Linked DNA regions of Mus musculus: all the other regions are linked to region 1. A link is a contact called in public ChIA-PET and Hi-C data. All regions are on one chromosome and are shown on one strand. Each heading gives the region's core, a stretch centred on a gene start, on an enhancer-like site or on the middle of the called end of the contact. The rest is flanking DNA. Distances are from core to core; before and after follow the strand shown. Region 1 holds the start of Rgs1 (regulator of G-protein signaling 1). Region 2 holds the start of Glrx2 (glutaredoxin 2 (thioltransferase)). Region 3 has its middle 22 kb from the start of Gm41964.

Region 1 (4,271 bases), core at 979-3,478:
CAACTCAGAAAGACAAAGAATGGATGTTTTCTTTCACATGCTGAGGTGGAGCAGGGCTGGATGGGGGCAGGGTTAGGGGAGGAAGGGTCAGGAAGGTAGAGAAGAAAGCCTAAATGAGATCTCAAAGTGGCGGGAGAAAAAGCAATAGAATGCACTTGATGTAAGAGCAGAAGCAAGGTTCTTGGGAGAAAGCATGTGATGCAAGAAAGGAAGCAGAAGCAGTGGGAACAATGTATGTGTGGAATGACATAATGAGACCTGTTAATTTTATATTATTTTAGTAAAAATTAACCAAATAAAAACCCATGTTTCTTATCTTTAAAAAAAAAAAGGCTATGGTTCTGCAAAATACTAAAAATCTCACATATTCCAAACATATCTGGTGCTATATACTCTGCTGCTTCTACTGACTCTTCTGATGCTTGTAACATCCAAAGGAATAGTTCTTGCACAGTTTTTGGAAATTGCCAGGGTGTATTGATAACAGGTAACCATGGTTCATTAAAATAACCTTTAAATTGTGTTTCTCAAGCATTTAACTTACACACATTATCCACAGGAGTGGAAGTTTATCAATAAACAAACATGAGAAACGGTGAAAGATTTTAACAGGAAAGTAAGTCTGAGCTGGACCACAGGAAGTAAACAAACACACATCTTTACGTCAACTGTCACAGCCCATCGGTTTTGTTTGGGTCACTTTCAAAGTGGCCAGCTCATCTCACTACTTCTCTTTCTTAAATGAATCATGTTATCTGGTAAACATCAGATGATAGCAATGTATGAAATAGCCATTCGTAACCATAGTGAATGTTGTAATACTATAAATGTTTACTACAGACTTTGTGTATCATACTGATTTTTTAAAAAGGACAAAGAAAAATTAATATGCCTCTCTTTTTTTTAAGTCAAATTTACCTAATTCCACCAAAAGTTTCTATGATAAAGGCTACCCTCTATTGAGAGGCAAAATTCAATCTGCCCAAAGTAAAGTTGGCCATCCTATAAAGTGCCATAGTATGCATCTTGTATAAACTCTGTAAGATGTTATATTGCATTAATATCTCTGCTCTGATACATGATTTTTATCAATGAGTAATGATTTTTGTAATGTAATCATCTCAATTAAAGCTAGATTTTTCCTCTCTGGAGATATTTCAAAAAATTCAATTATTATATCCTAACTAGTACAAATGATTGACTTATTCAAACAAATTCTGAGTTTACTTTGAATTTTCCCTCAGATACTTTATTTTTAAAGATTGGTATCTTTATCATTATGTAAGGTCTGTATGTTAGGTACACTTTTATTCATAGGTTTTCTTTAATTTTACCATGCCATCTTAATTATTGAACACAATTACAGTGACACATCACTTATAGTCTAATTATAGAAGTAGCATTAAAAAACAGAATGCTCCTTAAGGTCATCTTATGTGTCACTGGTAGAATATTTTGTACACACCTTGGAAAATTCTAACAAGAATGTTCCTTGTGATGGAAATGATGGGCAAGATTCCAGACACCACAGTGGTGTAGACAGCCTCCCATAGGTCTCCATCTTACCAGATAGATACAGAGTAGTCAGTATAAAAAAAACATTAATCTTATACTGCTTCATATGGGTGGCAGTGGTGAAGAACTCTTAAAATATTGTGAAGAAGCCAGAAGAAACTAAAGGGGGGGGGCTGTAATCAGAGTATACTATATGACAAGGAAATCTACTTTTAATTTTTAAGAAAGGAGAAAAAACATTGTGATCAGATGATTTTATACTCCAGAACTACCCCAAGCATCAAGGTGAAGGGAGGGATAGGACTCTACTGTTGAATTTCTGCGTGATACAGAAAATATAGCAAATGTAACATTGACCAGAACATATAGTTTTCAAGGGAAAAAAAAAAGAAAGTTTTAACTCAAACTAAAGGCTGATACTTCCTTTCCTCCAGAGATGTGTATGGCCCCCTTCTATATATCTGTGTGTGTCTGTGTGTGTGTGTGTGTGTGTGTGTGTGTGTGTGTGTGTGTTTGTGCATGTGTGTGCATAATTTTGTTCCTGCCTTCCTAATCAAATGACCTGCTCTCATTCAGTTGAGTTTCAACCACAAGACATCCCTGTACACTTTTTTTTCTTCAAGATACACGTCACGACACACCAAGAAAGGAGGAACTTCCGTGCCTGTGGTAACATCACTTGATAAACAGACTCCCTGAACAGCAAGTGCCCTGTCTGCCTTACGCTATATAAAGCAGCAGTCGTAGACTAACAGACACTCACTCGTTTTGAGAAGACCATGAGAGCGGCAGCCATCTCCATGCCAAGGTTGAACAAAATGCCAGGAATGTTCTTTTCTGCTAGCCCAAAGGATTCGAAAGAACACAGCCATTCTCTTCTAGACGACAAAAAGCAGAAAAAAAGGCCAAAGACTTTGTAAGTTCCTTCAGTGTGTCTCTTTGATTATCTTTTATGGCCAAAGGAGTAGGAATAAGTGGACGTGAGTGCTGGCATTTGGTTTATGGAGAGCGGAGCAATTACCTCCTGTGACTTATAAGTGAGAGTCAGTTTTATTGGAAAATAAATCATGTTACCAGAAAGTCTGGGGAAATCTTTCTAGACGTTGTTCATAAAAATGAGTTCTATTTTAACATACTAAAATATTGTGTTAGCTAGTCTTATTATTACCTTCCTCCTCAGATATGTTTGCTTCATGTTCTTTTCATAGATAAGGGGAACTCTTGTAGAGAATTATGAATTTTTGGTGTCTTTTGTAGTGGAATGGACGTGAAAACATACCTGAGATCGATGATCCCACATCTGGAATCTGGGATGAAATCGGCCAAGTCCAAAGACATGTATGTACTGAATATATTGAAATATTCTAAGTGTCTAAGCATCCTAGAAGCTAACTGTTGTCTTCAAATGATACTGATACTTCATGTGTCTAGGCATGCCAGCTTACTCTTGTAATTCCAGTACTTGGAGGTTGAGACAGGGGGATGGGCAGGGGACTTGAGTGAAGCCTTGGACTTTAAAAAGGCATATAAAAATACTGCATGCAATGGAGTTAATTTCTTTTAGGTAACAAGCCAAACAAGATTAGCCCATATTAGAGCCAATGAACATTAATTATTAATATGTCCACATCAGTTTTCTATTTGTGTTTTTCTAATTTATCCACTTAGATTTTAACTGTCTTGACAGATTTTTTTCATAACTATGGTGATTAAAAGGAACTTTATTCATAAAAGTAATAATAGAAGTCATAACAAAAAATTTTAGTTATCAATATGTAGTAGCCATTATTAAATCAAGTGGGATTTCCAAAACTAGTTTATTAATTTAGATTATTTTTGTTAACTGTAGACTTTCTGCTGAAGAAGTAATGCAGTGGTCTCAGTCTCTGGAAAAACTCCTTGCCAACCAGAGTAAGTATTCCTATCTATCCATTGTTTTGGGGTCAGCTTGATAATTTAATAAGTTGGATGGATGATTAATGTATGTTATCAAAGGAAGAAAAGCAAGTATGCAAAAATGAAGTATTTTAGTTCTTGAATCATTCATAATTTCCTCACAATATGACTCAGTAATATAGCACTAGATTTTTATCACTGTCCTTTAGACAAATCTGCCAAAACAGTTACATGTGTTCTTGCATTCAAGAACAAAACTGAAATTAGGCTGTGTTGCTGGAGAGCTGGCTGGTTGGCTGATTGCTTGTTGCTCTTAAAGATGACTGTTTCCCTGCACTCAAGGGACTGGTCTCACAGCAATCTACCTGTAACTCCTGTGCCCTCCTCTGGCCTCTGTGGGCACCTGTCCACAGGCGCTTCTGCATGGAGAGGGGCAAGGAGAAGAAGACACACATATACACATCAAATAATAATAAGCATTCAAAAATTAAAATAAAGGTGAATAAAAGTACATTGTAGCTTCAAAGTTTTAAAAGCCAAGAAAATATCACATCATTGGAATTGCTATTTTGAAAGGTACTTAAAATGTACTTTGTACCATTCAGTGAAAAGAGTAGGATTCGTTTATTTAATTAGTCGTCTATCATCCACATACTTATTAACTCTCATTTGTCCACCCTACGTGGAAGGTATTTTAAAAACAGCAAGGATTCAAATGCAAATACACAGTCTATTACTTCGTTAAAGACACTTGGATATTCCAAGTAAACACTGAAAGCATTCAGCATGATACATGTTTTAATATAAGCTCAAGAGAGGCTTGTGGGGGTTTTCTGATGGAAGGAAATAAAAAAAAATGA
Region 2 (4,271 bases), core at 906-3,405, 510 kb after region 1:
CCATCACTCACTTGGATCTGGTTCACAGGAGTAGTTGTAGACTTCCCCCAAAACGACGATGTGCTGTTTCCCATTCTAAAACAAATGAAAAAGATCAGCACAGTTAATGAGGTGACCCCCCAGCAGGGAAGACAACCTTAAATATGAATATGTCCAAATACACAAAGCAGGAAGAAGCTTTATCAGTACAAAACACCAGTTCTCAAAGTACTTGTCCGCTAACACCAGCAGGACCCACGTGCTTCTCTAAGCAGCCTTTCAATAAATTTTACCTAGTAAAACCAATCTCTGGTTCGATTGTTCAGTATACTCTTATTCTTTTTTTTTTTTTTTTTTTTTAACAGGAAGTTTCTCTGTGTAGCCCTGGCTGTCCTGAAACTCACTCTGTAGACCAGGCTGGCCTCGAACTCAGAAATCCACCTGCCTCTGCCTCCCAAGTGCTGGGATTAAAGCCACCACACCCAGCTACTTATATTAAGTGCAAAAGTAAGCTATTTTAAGTTTAAATTTTAAAGGCCCCAGTGAAAACACGTCCTAAATCACAGTGTAGAGTTTCAGTCCTGTTTCTGAATGAATCTGTATCAAATGGCCTTTCCCAGCTCATGTTAGCCCTGGATGATGAATATCTGCTCTACTTGGTCACTCTGTACCACTTCAAATAAGCTTGCAACAAGCATCACCTTCCGTAACAACAAAGATGAGTTAGAGACAGGAATCATTGCAACTATCTGTGCTTTTTCCAGGTAGAGAGAGGGTAGGAGGGGGTAAGAAGCTTGGAAGACTGCTCCCTACTTTGTGGGAGGCAGCTTTGAGAAAAAAAAAAAAAAAAAATGCTAGCAGGGTTTGTGAAGTTCAAAGCAGTAGGAAAGTGCCAGATGGCTTTGGCCTGGAAGAACGCTGGATGGCATCAATCCAGTCTATTTGGGTTTTCAACGCTAAAAACAAAATCTCTAATCTAGCATTTACCACCTCCTTAAACCTATGTGGCATTTACGACGGGTGAGCTTTTCTAAGAAATTAAGAGGACCAGCCGGGTGTGGTGGCGCACGTCTTTAATCCCAGCACTCGGGAGGCAGAGGCAGGCGGATTTCTGAGTTCGAGGCCAGCCTGGTCTACAAAGTGAGCTCCAGGACAGCCAGGGCTATACAGAGAAACCCTGTCTCGAAAAACCAAAAAAAAAAAAAAAAAGACCAAAGAGGCATATTCCCTGCCAAAGAAAAAGCTCCAAAAAAAGCACCCCTACCTTTCTTAAGGCAGTCCCTTCGATTTCTGGTTTAGCTTTCCTATTAAGGAAAGGGGCAGGCACCGCATAAATGCCCAATGAAATACCTCAACACTGATAAAGCACCAACTAGTCGCGCTCCATTTATGAAACATCTACTAAGAGGTGGTAGGTGGGCAAAGCAGGATATACACCAGATATCTCCAATAGGAAACAGTCCTAATGATCTGGCAAATGGTTAACATCACGTGACCAGCGCTTTCAGAAAGTAAGTCTCCCTGGAAGACAGGGGAGTATAGGATGTTGAGACAGACGTCTTGACAGCTGCCTAGGCCAGGCCTGATTGGCCATCACTGGTATGCCAGCCCAGGGTTATGCTAAGGAAGGAAGCCAGGGAAAGCAATGCTCCCATCAAGCCAGAAACCACATCTACAGGATGCCAGAGTTACTAGCTGCAAAGCCTTGGGCATTTAAAAGCATGAGTCAAGTTCACATCCTGCGACAGGATAGCAAAGACTTACAATCAATCTAAGAACGATAATATAAGTTCAATATAAGTTCCCACAAGCAGGGGAGTCTCTTTTCAGGGCCATCCAGGTCTACGCTGAGTTAAAACCACATGCTGTATTTGTTAAGCTCAGACTAGGACGTCTGTTGTTTGTCCCCCAAGCCGGCTGGGTCCACACTAACACTACCGCAGGGATCCACAAGCCCCGCAGGCCCGGCCCGCCCCGCCGCGTACCCCGAGCCCGCAGCTCCAGCCGCGCCACGCCGCCCCGCCAAGATCCTCCCGCTCGCCACCAGCCGCCTCCCCACCGAAGCCGCGCGGCGCCAGGACATAGCCAAAGGTCCCCGGCAGCCTCCGGGAGAGCAGCAGGCGATCGCGACCACGACGATGGAAGCCCGCCCCTCCGGCGGCCTCGCTCCGCCCCATCGGGCTGTCCGCGCCGCCGCCGGGCTCGCCGCGCTTCCTGGCTCCCCCGTCTCCGCGCGCCCACGCGCCCGCGTGCCCGCGAGCCTGCAGGTTCGCATCCTCGGCGGTAGAGCGAGGCACTCACCTGCCTGCCGAGTTCTTCCGATCTCTACCGAGTTCTCCCGAGCTCCTCACGCCCGCATTCAGGATTAAGAAAGAGGCTTAGGGAGAGCCACAAGAAAAATTACTCGAGGCAGGGTGGTGGCCCGGTGTTTACCTGAGGGTGGTAGGTAGGTCAGTCACCACCTCTGGTCAGACAGGTTTAGGATGTGAAAGATGGACCGGACCGGAATGTCATCTTAAGATTAATTTATTGATCCGGAGTCCATAGGCAGGTTGAATTGTACTCAGAAAGTGAAAAACACAGGCGGTCCAATGTTTAACGTTCTTTCCGAAGAAAGCAAGGTGGTGTTTTTAAAATAAACTGAAATTAGGAAACGAATTAGCCCAGAGACAGTTCATCATGGCTTTAACAGCCATGGCTGCCGCAGCTCCTAATGACAAACCTATCCAAGCCTCTCAGTGACGGTAATAATAGCCCTTTGTACGTGTTTTCATAAGTTCAGGGGGATCCGCCCTTAGCTCTATACACTGAGGATACTGAAACTGAAAGCCAAGGTCTAATGGTGTATCTAAAACTATGAACAATCGTTGAAACTATCCATACCTTTTTTTTTTTTTTTTTTTTTTTAGTTTTTCGAGACAGGGTTTCTCTGTATAGTCCTGGCTGTCCTGGAACTCACTTTGTAGAGCAGGCTGGCCTCGAACTCAGAAATCCGCCTGCCTCTGCCTCCCCAGTGCTGGGATTAAAGGCGTGCGCCACCACGCCCGGCTTATCCATACCTTTCTTGAGCCTCCATGCTGAACCCAAACTTAAGATTCATGTTGCCAAGGTACAAAATTAGAACTTCTGTTTATGGTTGCTCTTTTTTTACTTCCCTTGGTCTGTATATCATCAAATCATAAAAGATTTTCATAATCATCAAGTTAATTGCAAAAACAAATCTCCCAGGGGCATAACATGTTTTTTTTTTCATAAAGCCCAAATTTACTTTGAAAATCAAAGTTTGCTATATAAAATAATTTTACCAAGAGATAGCGACTTAGGAAAGTTACTGTGGCTTTTGTTGTTTGTTTTGAAGTAGAACTTTTGAAGAACAATTTACCTCTGGCTCAATTAAGGGAAACAATGTAAACCCCTCCCTCTTTCTAGAGATACATTGTTTATCCCCATGCGTCTCAATTTTACAATCCTCCAGCACCATCTCTTAAATGCTGGGATACCATTCACTACCATGTCTTCTGCGCAATTTAATTTTAATATACTGTAAATGAGATTTGTAGTGAGCAGTTGCTCTTTTAAAAAACATCAGCATGCAAGTACTAACAACATTATGCCTGAGATAAGCATCATGCATTGAGCTAGACTGATACTTTCCGACTTAGCTTGTTTCCTGAGATAGCTATAAGAAGAATACTTTTTGTCCACACTTGGGATTGTAAGTAAGCAAGAGGGCGCAGGCAGTAAAAATCACCAACTTAACCACTCCATGGCTAGAAGGAAAATTTTGGGGGAATCAAACTGTCAAGGCTGTGTGTGTGTGTGTGTGTGTGTGTGTGTGTGTGTGGTGTCTGTCTGTCTGTCTGAGTAAGGTAACTGAACTTTGGGAGCAGATTAAGGGAGGTCCCTGGTAAACAGGAGCTGAAGTTTTCTGTTTACCCACCGGGTCAGAGTCCTCTGTTCAGGACATTGTCAGCAGCACTATTGTTTTGAGAAGTTGCTTTGGACCAACAGTGATGACTTCAACAACATGAGGATTTGGGGGCCCGGAGGTTGTGGAGCATGTCTCTACTCCCAGACTGGAGAAGTAAAGGCCATCCTATCTCCAAGTGTGAGCCCAGTCTGATCTACAGAGCTAGTTCCTGGGCTAAACAGTTCTCTGTTTCAAATCCCTGTCTCAAACAAACAAACAAAAACAAAGCAAAAGGAGGAGGAGGAGGAAAGGAGGATTTTGGCAGAGAAGATCATTATAGTTACTGCCCTCGGGAGGAGAGTTATATGGAGATATTACTGAC
Region 3 (4,271 bases), core at 750-3,249, 330 kb after region 1:
CCTAATAAAAAATGGAAAAAAAAAAAAGAAATGCATTTTTTGTTTAGTTTTTGAAGGTGACACTTTTTGTTATTTCTATTTTTTTTTTTATTTTGTAATCTGAGGTTTGAGGAACTCCTCTGTTTTCGGCTATCTTAGTCAAGCCTCGGCCTGAAATGAGCCCTCTTTCCTAATATACTTAGTTCCTCAAATGAAACACAACTAGCATGTATAATGACCTCGAGTAAAGGGCACCAGTAGTTGACAAAGCAGACTGGATAAACTACCACAATACAAGCACAGTACGTAGAATCTTCAAAGATGATGGCGCCCTGCTTTCTACATCTGGCCTTTCTGAGACCTTCTACCAAAAGTACCATAAAGAAGTTAGGTTATAATTCGAGATCTGCCAAGTCTCAAAGGGTGCTTCAGTGTTCTGAACAACACCACTATGGGGCTGAGACTGGTGCATCCTCATTGCCAGCCTACACAGCTTCTCTCCATACCCAAGCATACAAAGCACTGCGTGAGAGAAATGTCCGTAAGCAACGTGCTTTGTCACCCAGTTTGGAAGATGAGGGTAACATAATGCAGGTGAGTCAGAAAAAAAACTGGGTTCAGATTCTGAAGTTACCCTATTTCTCAAACTGGGCAACCTTAAACAAGCTATTTAAAATTGCCCAACATTTCACCTGCTCATCTGTAGTTCAATCTCATGAAGTTCAGTATAAATCACCCCAGTCAATATTTATGAAATTGTATTTAGACTGAGCTGGGGAGAACAAAAGATACAGAACTAATAACAGCCAGCTGGTCTTGGCAGAGTGGAGGGAGTCACAGAACTCATGCAAGCAGGCTTCAGACTGCCTAGAACATATGCCCAAGCCTCAAAAGGCAAGCTGTTTGCGTTGTGAGATTCTCCAGAGCCCAGGATAGTTTGGCTACAAACACCCAGTGTGCCACGAGACACGAGAAGGGAGAAGTCACGTGGCCCTTTCTCCACCCCCAGGAGAGAAGATTGTTCTTCAGCTGCAGATGTCCCCAAACAGCTCAGGGAACTAAACAAGAGAGCTCAGGGGGAAAAACGTGCCAGGAGCTTTTGCCAAATTTGGAAGAGCTCAGACCTGGATCCTGCCTCTAGAAACCACAGCACACCTCCCTTTTGGGTAAAAGAAAGGAAGACAGGCAGGCAGAAAAGGGAGGGAGGGAGGGGAGAGAGAGAAAAAGAGAGACAGACAGACAGACAGACAGGACACTTGAGGCCCTTATAGATATACAAGACCATCTCCCAGAGAAACTGGAATGCGTCATACCGTCTTTTTCTCTAACTGGGAGAAGCTAGGAAAGGTTGAAAAAGTCAAATGCCCCTCTGTGGATCTCCCCCATTTCCTGGCCACTGACACTTGATAGTAATTGCAACATCAGCACAACCAAACACCGAGCAACAGACCCAAAAAGACCAAAAACGTATTCTTGGGTTGTAAAGAAAAGACACAGTGATCCATGGATCTTCAAAGGCAATCCACAGAAACGCAGTATGCTTGTGGTGCTAAAATTTAATGGAGGGGGGAGGAAGTTGGCAACAGTTGAGGAAAAATGATCTCTACCAAGGCTAAAGGATATGGTACTGACATTTTTTTCCAACAAGAAAAACTATCTGCCTGTCCAGCCTGGTGAAGGAACATGTAAATAAAAGGGGAGCTAGTTCCTCTTCCTAACAAGACAGTAAAAGAGAGTCATCACCCAGTATACTGTGGAAGAATATCTCCTGTCTAGTATTCCTCACGTCAAGCTCCCCAAGCTAGGGAAGGTTTCAACAGTTGACGGCTAAGGTAGCAGAGCCTATTAGAGACAAGCAGAGATGCCCATTGCACATTTGCTGAACAGGTGAGGAAAGACATGAAAAGACAGAGATGAAGCCAGGCCTCACTAAAATTGTGCTGTGGAGACGGTCACACTACAGGCTGCTGCAGGGAGCAGGCCACAGCTCGGTCTCGCCAGTCCGGAAACTAACCCAGACCCAGGCAGACTGAGAATGCTCTCAGAGGAAGTGCTGTTTATCATCGTATGATCTAAAAGAGGAGAAGTTAGACAGCCAAAAAAGCAGAAGTCAAGTTCCGTGTGAACTATACGAATTGCAGAGGGAAAGGACTGCAAACTCGTCTGCAGAGATGTGTTAACTAGCTAAAAGAAAGACTACAGTAAAACTTGTAAATCACTGTAAAATGTTAAGTTCTCTTTTGAAACACTCAGAGATTAGAATAATTTTGGATACAGTCAAATAGCAGTTCAGTTCTCAACTGACTGTCACTCCCTAATGGACCCTGAGACTGAAACTCAATACCCTTTATATGTATATATTCTGTTACTCATCTCAAGAAACATTAGAAGACAAACAGTTATAACTACAGCTGTGCACCTGACAGAGCTACAGTTTCCAACAAAAAGAAAGTAATGCTCCTGAGAGGCTCTGCCAGTGCCTGACAAATACAGAGTTGGATGCTGACAGCCAACCATTGGACTGAGCACAGGGTTCCCAATGAAGGAGTTAGAGAACGTACCCAAGGAGCTGAAGGGGTTTGCAACCCTCCCAGAGGAACTAAAATATGAACTAACCAGTATCCCCAGAGCTCCTTGGGACTAAACCACCAACCAAAGGGACTCATGGCTCTAGCTGCATATGTAGCAGAGGATGGCCTAGTTGATCATCAATGGGAAGAGAGGCCCTTGGTCCTGTGAAGGTTCTATGCCCCAGTAAAGGGGAATGCCAGGGCCAGGAAGAGGGAGTGGGTGGGGCGGGTTGGTGAGCAGGGGAAGGGGGAGGTGTTAGGAGATTTTCCGAGGAAAGGGGATAACATTTGAAATGTAAATAAACAAATCTAATAAAAACTCATAAAAAAGAAAGAAAGTAATGGATTTGTGTTTGGAAAAAAACACTGAAAGATTTTTTATAATGTTCTATACAGCATTCCTTTGACTTGACAAATCAATCGAGTTGTTTATGGGTTTTTAGACTTTTGTTAAATTAAATCTTGTTGTTTTTAACATTTATCCTCTTTTCACACAAAAGAGAAAAAACATAGTTCCTACATGATATCCAGAAGAGTATACAGTCTCAGGAGATTATAATCTTAATGAGAAAAATACCCAACATGTGACCATGTCTTAATAAACCAGTGAACACTTTCACTTGAAACTGAAAAGTTACTTTGCTACATATAAACCCACTCTGTGTACTAGGATTTAATATAAAAAGTAAAATGGACAGGATTTTATGCCTTATCTTGCCACAGTAAAACATAAAGTATGTTCTTCTGTAATCAGAGAAACCCACTGAACTATAAATAAAGGTTTGGTTTGAGGTACTATAGGTAAATTCACAAATCTCACCTGGAGAAGCAATTACATTATGTGAAAGTAGTTACCCTTTCTTTTTTAGCTAATCATATTGTCCAAAGAGAATCACATTAACTGAAATACTAAGTCAATCTCTATAAAGAAATGAGATTTTCAAAGCACATCTGGTAAATGGATTACTTCTTTTTTTTTTTATTTCAATCACTGAGTACAAAGAATTGCCACTTATTTCAAAAGAATAGAACTATTCATCCAGTGGGAAGAAATTCAATAAGTATTAAGTGATGCGCAAAATACAAGGTTAAGACAAAGCTAAGCAAATTTTCTTTCCATGAGTAATAAAATAAAAGTAAAAGAAAGGACATTGGGTTAAGAGATCTTGCTGGCAGAGATTTAATTGGCTGATCTGACATTTCTTTAAAGATTGCTTTTGAAGTCTTTACAAAACAAACAAACAAAACAATTCAAAAAAACCTCTATGCTAGGAAGTGAGCTAAAAAAGCTTATTGGTGTTACTTTGGTGATGGTGTAGTGACCTCATAGTATTGAAAGTAAGACCACCCAAAGGTCAACACAGTGTACATGCTTTAAAAGCAAAGTTGAAATAAAAATCAGGATGATAAAATGAAAGGAAAATTAGAATCTTGCTGAAAAGAAGCCATGCAACCACCATTAAGTCAGATAAAATTAGATGCTGTTAAGCTTTGCTGCAATGAGATAAAAAGTCAATGTTGATGACAAATGGCAAACTGTAATACCCAAAGTGAAATGAGAACAGGAGATATCATACGTTCTTCTGTGTATCTCTGCACAGTTTCCAGGCATGCTTAGTTTGAGCAGAACTATGTAATCACTAAGCTTCTCCCTCTCTGCTTGGCAAAAATGATGGACACTCATCTCTAATATGAAGCAGATTTGCCTTGCTGCAACTGTAT

Evidence for each region. Hi-C and Micro-C count contacts between places; a contact is called where the count stands out from the background. ChIA-PET counts read pairs in DNA pulled down with a chosen protein or histone mark.
Region 2: an RNA polymerase II ChIA-PET map of effector CD8 T cells shows a contact between it and region 1, with 10 read pairs. The contact joins the promoter of Glrx2 here to the promoter of Rgs1 in region 1. A contact is called at or near these places in 3 of 115 datasets of contacts at active chromatin or transcription factors (bone marrow-derived macrophages, effector CD8 T cells and memory CD8 T cells) and 1 of 9 other capture datasets (liver).
Region 3: a contact with region 1 is called in a Hi-C map of natural killer cells, with 7 times the contacts expected there. The contact joins the enhancer-like site here to the promoter of Rgs1 in region 1. A contact is called at or near these places in 2 of 39 promoter capture datasets (embryonic stem cells and macrophages), 3 of 484 Hi-C or Micro-C datasets (CD8 T cells, LSK cells and natural killer cells), 2 of 115 datasets of contacts at active chromatin or transcription factors (microglia and regulatory T cells) and 1 of 9 other capture datasets (liver).

Annotation. Positions count from the first base shown.
Region 1 is chr1:144,247,061-144,251,331 of GRCm38.p6, reverse strand. Rgs1 (regulator of G-protein signaling 1) reads left to right here and starts at 2,228. Exons shown (of 5, transcript NM_015811.2): 1 at 2,228-2,431; 2 at 2,773-2,853; 3 at 3,365-3,426. The coding sequence starts at 2,295.
Region 2 is chr1:143,737,452-143,741,722 of GRCm38.p6, reverse strand. Glrx2 (glutaredoxin 2 (thioltransferase)) reads right to left here and starts at 2,155. Exons shown (of 4, transcript NM_001038592.1): 1 at 1,965-2,155; 2 at 12-75. The coding sequence starts at 2,062. Gm46161 (a long non-coding RNA gene) reads left to right here and starts at 2,557. Exons shown (of 2, transcript XR_001779472.2): 1 at 2,557-2,723.
Region 3 is chr1:143,914,484-143,918,754 of GRCm38.p6, reverse strand. No RefSeq gene overlaps it. Among named protein-coding and RNA genes, the nearest start is that of Gm41964, 22 kb to the left of the region's middle. Within about 2 kb of position 1,999, at least 169 of the 459 cell types and tissues checked have an H3K27ac peak or open chromatin away from gene starts, as enhancers often do. A contact at or near this core is called in CD8 T cells, LSK cells, liver and 4 more, where this site is marked.